Regions from separate parts of the Gossypium hirsutum genome. Here region 1 is linked to region 2. The links are chromatin contacts, called in public Hi-C maps. All regions are on one chromosome and are shown on one strand. The core of a region is the stretch at or near the end of the contact, and the rest is flanking DNA. Distances in the headings are between cores, read along the strand shown.

Evidence for each region. Hi-C and Micro-C count contacts between places; a contact is called where the count stands out from the background.
Region 1: a Hi-C map of leaf shows a contact between it and region 2, with 2.1 times the contacts expected there. The contact joins the promoter of LOC107961998 here to the promoter of LOC107961993 in region 2. A contact is called at or near these places in 15 of 34 Hi-C or Micro-C datasets (callus, hypocotyl, leaf and 2 more).

The regions. Positions count from the first base shown.
Region 1 is chrA06:116,813,393-116,817,629 of Gossypium_hirsutum_v2.1, reverse strand. It overlaps LOC107961998 (L-ascorbate oxidase homolog), which reads right to left and starts at 2,233. Exons shown (of 8, transcript XM_016898202.2): 1 at 1,852-2,233; 2 at 1,637-1,746; 3 at 130-400; 4 at 1-17. The coding sequence starts at 1,989.
Region 2 is chrA06:116,631,873-116,635,664 of Gossypium_hirsutum_v2.1, reverse strand. LOC107961993 (ankyrin repeat domain-containing protein 13C) reads left to right here and starts at 2,412. Exons shown (of 2, transcript XM_041115964.1): 1 at 2,412-3,792. The coding sequence starts at 3,076.

The sequences.
Region 1 (4,237 bases), core at 984-3,483, 180 kb before region 2:
AAGAGACGTCTCAATACCTTAAGAAACAACGAGGGATTAGTCGGTGTGTAGAACAATGATTACAGCTCCAGCCCCCTACTTATATGGTATATCATGTTTTTATAACAGATGCAGAAACAGAATCCTTACATAGTGATTTCTTTTATACCAGTCCCCAGCCAGTACAGTGAAATCCCCAGCAGGACTAGGGAAAGGTACAGGGATCTTGGGGCGGCTCCAGATTCTGATAGCACCGTACCCTCCGGCAGCCTTATGGAATAAAAGTGATGGGAAGTAGTAAAAGCTACCAATCTGATCTTTCACTTGGAGAACGTAAGTGAAGTTTTTCCCCGGTCGAATTGGACAGTTTGTGCCAGAAACTCCATCCTGCCATGAGTTCCTCCTTTGCTGCACACCGTTCCTGCAGACCCAAAAAAAGGAGATGACAGTCAAATTTCACATCAATTGCGACATCCAAAAGCCGTTTCAATTTATTTCATAAACATTTAAGTACATGCATACCAAATAGATAGATAATGGATAATTGGATCAGTCACTAATAAGTACAACATAAACTATGGAAAGTACAAAATAAACATTTTGAATGATCAATAATATGCAAAGTTGCCAAGCTTTATTAAAGTGAGTTGCATAATTCACAGCTTTAATTAAAACTAGGCCTAAACCCGAGGTCTGATACCGTCCTAGTAACCATAATCAAGGACACATCTTTTATTATTCTATAGGCAAGCACATGCATTTAAATAATTTACTGCAACCAGCTCTGCCATAACTAGGCAGACATTGTTAATTATTTTTATTCATCTTTTAATATTTTAAACATGAATCTCCACAGATGTGAGATGCAGCAGATGCACTAACTGAATTATCATAATACTATTAACCCATTGAGTCAGTGAAAGAGTTATTCGTTATAAAACTTGAATTTAATAATCATTTAACCATGAAAATGAACCATATTGTTAGCGTCTTTCCAAGATAGTAGGGGCGTAACTAAGCGCGGCCCCTAAAATAAAAAAAATTTTATTTAGTCATTTTAAATCAGCAAAATTATACTTTCTCTCTTAAAAATAAAAAAATTTAGTTTAATTCTTTAAAAATTGTAAAGATATATAGGCTATTAAAATAGTTAAATTATATTTTTACTATCGTAAAAATGACAATTTAATTTCGACCCCTAAAATTTTCTTCTGATTCCGCCCCTGCAAGATAGTCTATGAGATAAGAACCAACAAATTGAGAAATATAAAGGATCAAGGATAAAAACTAGGGATATACTTACGTACCAAATTTAGAAGTAGTTTATAAGGTTTTCATTGTCATCAAATTTAGCATTAGTTGAGATCTTACTAAAAATAGTAGTCATAAATGCAAATGTCTACCGATGGAAAATTGTCTACTGTTCAAGCATTTACCTTCAGATCTAAGAAACTCAAAACTTTCCCACTAAGCTGTAGTTATCTAAACCAAAAGAGCACACATTATCTTAAAATGAAAGCTGCATTTTGAGCTAATGTTCCAAGATTTTATATGTACTTTCCTTTGTTCTTTTCTAGTTTACCTTGTCTTCCTAACCAACATTAAGTAAATGATGAATAAAAAGTAAGCATAAAAAAAGGAATGTTAGCATGATTACCAAGAGATAAGGAATGGTTCATTTAAGTAGTTATAAACACTGATAATCAAGTTGTCATTAGTAACTGCATCGATATGAGGCCCTGGAAACTGCCCATTTATTAAGATCCCCTGCAATACAGTTTTTCCACATTCCAATCCATTACTCAGACACTTGCTAAACAAGTAGCTTTTAGAAACCAAAAAGAGAAACCCAGAAAACAAGAAAGAAAGTACCTGTTGCTTAACTCCAAGAGGGTAAATATCACCGTAGGTGACTTTCCAAGTGATATAACGATAAGGGTTTTCTCCATTAACGCCGAGGAACAAAATGCAAGCAATGAAGCAACAAAGGATAAGCTTGCTGTCTCCCATTTTGTTGACTTCGTTTACTTACTTTAGGATACAAAAAGAAAAACAGGAAAAAACAGGAATTCTTGTTTTTGCAAAATGTTAGATAAAACACAGATCTATAAAAAGTTTAAGGCACCATTGTTGTATCCTTTTTAAATCTTTCTTTCCCTCAATTTATTCGGGGTTCTTAGAATTAGTATGGAGGCAAAAGCAGAGCTCTGTTTTGTATGCAAGTGAAAAAAAGCGTTTTTTTATAAGATCACATTGCATATTAGCTGTCAGTGGGTTCCAATTGAATGCAATTGAATCTAGTGAGAAGCGGTGGTCCCAGCTTAATCATGTCCCTATTTAGCATCACATGGGTCGAGTTCATATGGTGGGACCGTCAGTAGCCGCTTGATATTAGCCCTTCAGAACTGATAAAACGAGCTTGTGATATATGGAACATTGTAAGTAAAGGCTGTCAAGTCTAAGCAACAAGACAGGAATCAACCCCAATCACGTGCAAAGCTTGGACTTTGCCTAATTTCATGTGCCCATTGTCCGAACTTGGTAGCGAAGAAGACTGTTGTGTTTTGATACTGATGCCGTCTTCCATTTTCCATTGCAATGGCACCATTGACAGACTGGAAAAAAAGGGTCAAAGAAAGAACCATTATTAGATTCAAGAACTTCCATGTTTAGTTTACTTCGTGCAATACTGTGTGATGAATAAAATATATCGGCGAACAATACGGCGAGAAAAATGGTTGAAACATCCAATACCTTTCACAGGGTGACAACCTAGGAAGAAAAAGAACTATATCACGGGGTTCCATTCAACGGCCAGGTTGGTTGCTTTGAGGGTGGTTCACTATTATTGCAGTTGCAGAATGTTGATGGGTGCTATTCTTTAATCAACAAATGGCAAAGCATAAGATCCAACAATGAGACGAGGCCACTGCAGTTGAATTAGATCACCCCATAGCTTTGGTGCACCTACAGGGATTGGGGAAACCAAACAATATGTAAAAGCTCCGGGATTATACTGTCCTTTATTGAAAACGGACATAATGTCCGTGCACGTAACATCTAATCGAGAAGGGAAATGTACATTAAGGCTTAAAGGAAGTAGACAAAAGTTAATTAATGCGTCTTACAGAAAATAAACCCGGCTCCCGATCCAAAGTACAAAGTGGTAATGGAGATGGTGAGAGATGGCTTCTAAAGATATGCGGTCATGCAGACGCAGACCACGAGTGGTTTTTTTTATAGTTTAATTAGTGGGTACTAAATTAACTATAATTACGACATAGGTAAGTGTACCTATCGAACAATAGTATAATTATGGTAAGTAAGGAATATCGTATCCATGAGGACTAAAAGTATTAGTAATTACTATTTTTTTATTATTTAGCCGATAAATTGATGAAATTGTTTTTAATCTAAAATTACTAAACTAATCTAGCTAAGAATGCAATAGAGAATGAAATGAGAAAAATAATCGAAGACAACTAATAAGAAAGACAATATCCAGGAAAGAATCCACCTAGACTTCACCTATTATTCTGAATCTTAATTAAACGATTTATTTAGTTGTGTCTTGATCCGTAGAAATCCCTAAATTATGTTAATATCTCTTTTGAGAGTAAGAACAACTGACTCTAGATTAATTAATTGAAATCTCTTTCTAATTAAAACTCTTATTGTCGCATTGACTCGATCTATGGATTCCCCTATTAAATTTGACTCTAATCCGGTAGATTTATATCGTCCTATTTCTAAAATTTCATGCACCTCCACTCAATTATGCTAGATCTACTTTTAAACAGTGACTTTTGCTCCACTGAAATAAGCACATTAAACATGAATTAATATCCTAAAAATATTAAAACACGAAATAAGTATACATAATTAATAGCAAGAATCAAATATTTATCATGCAAATCAAAAATCAAATAATAAGATTCATCGTAGGTTTCATCTTCCTTAGGTATCTAGGGAATTAAGTTCATAATCTGGAATGAAAACATCTCAAAATTAAGATAACAATAAGACAAAGAATCTCAATAAAACTTCTAAGGAAATTAAATGGAGATATTTAATCTTGAAGGAGATCCGCTTCTGAGTTGATTCCGATGGCGTTCTTCGAGTTATTTCTTCAATCTTCTCTCAGTACCCTCTTGTATCTTTTTCTAATTGAAATTTATAGACTTTAGAATGCTCAAAAAGCCTAAAAATTAGGTTTTTCCGCGTGTTTGGGAAATAGAGAGCGATAACGACACGGGCT
Region 2 (3,792 bases), core at 1,163-3,662:
TCAAACCTTAGAGAGAAGCTAGTATTTTTCAAACCATAGCAATATTCTTTTCCTTTAATATAATTAAACATATAAATACACCTATAACACATTTGACATAAAAAAATTAGTATATAAATATATAAAAATAATGTTTAGGTTTAAACTCACACCCCAATGATCTTAAACCCTTTAAATTAACCACTTTAATTTTTAAAAAAAATATAAAATTATTAAAAATAAATAAATTTACAATAAAATTTGTTAATTTTTTAAATAATAATAATAATAATAATAATAATAATAATAATTGGACCAATTTCATAAAAGTTAAATTTTAAATTTTAGATTTTAGATTTTAAAATTTATTTTAAAACTTGAAATTTTTAAAATCCAATATTGATTAAAAAAAATGAGAACTTTTTGTTCTTTTTTCTTTACACACTTCCTTTAAAACTCAAACAATAAATAATTATTTTTGCTTATACTATATTATCAATGAAGCTCAAAGTTTTTAGAATCGAACTAGTAGGCAAACCAATCAGATTATCAGTACTTGATTCAACCAGTTCGGTCACCAGTTTGGTTGATTCGACTAATTCATGAGTCAATCAATTTGACTCTTTATTTTGAATTGACATCCCTAATCGATTTTTGATCCAATTAGTTTAATTGATCGGTCCAATTTTTTTCTGTTATAGGATTTATAGAAATTAGATCTAATTGAGCCTAGTTATTTACATGTATGAAATCAATATAGTATATATTTTACAATATTTTAGGTCACAATGATTTGCAATTTTGGTTTCAAAAAGTATTCAGATTTCTTCATATTATTTAAAAGAGTTAATGTTTTAGATTTTTTTTTAATTTTGAAAGATAATATTATTGTTATTGTTTATATTATAATATTCATGTCTATATAAAGTTTATATCAATTCAATTGTAAAAAAAAATCTGAAAATAGATTTTTAATAAAAAATAAAAAATAAAAAAATTTGGTTTAATTGGTTCACGGGGTCAATTGGTATAATGTCTTTCTTAGAACGAATACCTCGATTGATTCCCAATTTGATTGGCTATTTGATCCAGTTCAAACAACAATGTCCAAGTCCTCTTAAATAATTATTTAAAAAAATATTTTTAAAGTTTACAATTAATTGAAATCTAAATTTAAATTTGAATGATCTAAATAATGAATTTGAATTAATTCGAAATATTAAAAATTTAATATTTTAATTCCCAAAGAATTTGAAAACAATTAATTTATAAACCCATGCATAAAATTTTAAAATCCAAATTTTAATTTCCAAAGGCTACCTAACTAAATTCGTCTCCAACTAAATGGTAATAACAACTTAGTTAAAGCTAGTATAGACTAGATAGTATAGATGTTGTAAGTCCTAATTAAAAGCAACCTTCCATGTGTTTATTCTCGGAACCTTCCAACTAAAGGGTTAAAAACTTGAAATAGGGTGCGAGGTAAAATCATAGGCTACAGCTGTAGCAAAGTAAACCTTTTATATGAAAATGAAAAACTGTTAATTACATCAAACATTCTAAATTATGTATAAAATTTAAATTATTCTTTAAATTTTTTAAAATATTTCAATTGAACTATTAAAATATTAATATGGTATTAAACTATCAAATAAAACCTATCCACAAATTTAAAGTATTAAATATAAGTTTAAATTTGATGTAGATTGTATTTATTAACTTCAAAGTTGAATTCAAATTTGAGATATGGAAATTTAATAATTAAAGGGATAATATATAATTTAACCCCTGAACTTTGTTGATTTGTACTTATTAGTTAGTTTTAATTTTTTTCAGATATGAAAGATAAATTATAACAAACATGTAGGGGGTATGCATGCAATAATTGCAGAACTACGTCTGGAGGGTCATAGAAAGTAGTATTGTAACATTTTAAAAAAATAATTAAAAAACTAAAATATCAAAATGAGAAGGTTTGTTGCAATTAAGGTAAGAAATAATGAGATAATAAAATTCCAAAGAGAGGAAAAGAAAAAGGTAAATCACAAAGGAGGCGACGAAAATCATTAATTGTGTTTGGGAATGCAAGGAAGGGTGTTTAGTTGCATCGTAGGTAGTGAAATCCGTTAGCGATTGGTCTTTGCTGCCGGAGACATATGTCCCTGTTCTTCCTTGCATTTGGTCACGACAAAAGCCACTTCTTGGACTTGGACTGCCCTCTCTTTTCACTTTTCTTATTCCTTTTCCCCGTCTCATTGCTAATCACTAATTACTAATTACTCCTTAATCATTATTTTTAACACCAACAAATCCCCGTCCCTGGTTTTGGAACATCCCTCAAAATGCGTACCTTTGATACTGCTATATTTTGCATGTGCTTGAAAATGAGTCAATACCCTAATATTTGAATCCCAGTGTCAATTACTTAGAACCATTATTGTCCAAATGATTGTTGTTTCAAACTTCTTTGTAAGCATTCAAAATTCCATGCGAGGTTAAAAGATCTTTGTTGAATTTTTACATCAAAAGACTTGAAAAGAAAAAGGCTATATAAATCCTATGCTCCTGATCTCATTCATTCGTATGCCCATACCATTGAAAGGAAATCTTGTAACTAAAAAGAGCAAATATATCATGGAAATCATCAATATGGGACCTACCCATTACCATTTTAACCCCGAGATTTCATTTCATCATGGAATCACACTATCCTGCACTGCGTCTCCACGGTAACATCAATTTTAATTTTTTTTTTTCAAACAAAAGAAAAGCGGAAAAGACAAAACAAAGAAGCGTAAGGTAAAGCAAGGAAGGGATGTTCGGTCTTAGGACTGTACCTGTCTGAAGCATCAACAAAAGCCGCGCCAGATTGCCAGATTGCGTGTATCTCGTCCTTCTCTTTCTCTTTTCACGCTACCCAATAAAATTCATTTTTATCAAATGACCATCTTACCCTCTCCCTTTCCCTATTGCCTTCAACCTTTCCATTTTCTTCGTTTTGTCTTTCATTTTCACAACCCAAAGAACTGAGACAGGATTAGGTAAAATTTTGTGAAAGGATATTAGAAACCCAAAAAAATAATAATAATAATAATAATGTCGAGATCGTCTTCTGCGTCGGCGACGGCGCCGTTTCCAGCTATCAAACCGGAGGATTACAAGCATAGCCCTGTTCACTACGCTGTCGTTTTGCGTGATCATACTACTTTGAATCGACTGGTTTCCACGCTGCTAAAGCTGGCTGATCCTGCTCAGATCCACACCGAGTGCGACTCACTCAGTCAAGAGCGTGTAGCTGACCAAATTTCCGCCGTTCTCGACCGCCGAGATGTCCCTTTCCGTGAAACTCCTCTCCACCTCGCGGTCCGCCTTAACGACGTCGTTGCTGCTAGAACTCTCGGTATTGCTGGTGCTGACGTGTCGCTCCAGAACGCTGCGGGCTGGAATCCTCTCCAAGAAGCACTCTGTCGCCGAAGCTCCGACATTGCGTTGGTTCTCTTGAAACTCCACCACCGCTCCGCCTGGTGCAAGTGGCGCCGCCGTTTACCTCGCGTAATTGCCGTCCTCCGCCGAATGCGTGACTTCTACATGGAAATCTCCTTTCACTTCGAAAGCTCCGTAATTCCGTTCGTCGGAAAAATCGCTCCTTCCGATACCTACAAGATCTGGAAACGCGACGGTAACCTTCGAGCTGATACTTCATTAGCAGGCTTCGACGGCTTGAAAATCCAACGCGCCGATCAAAGCTTCCTCTTCCTCGGCGATGGCGACCACCTCCACAACATCCCTTGCGGCTCATTGCTAGTCCTCAAC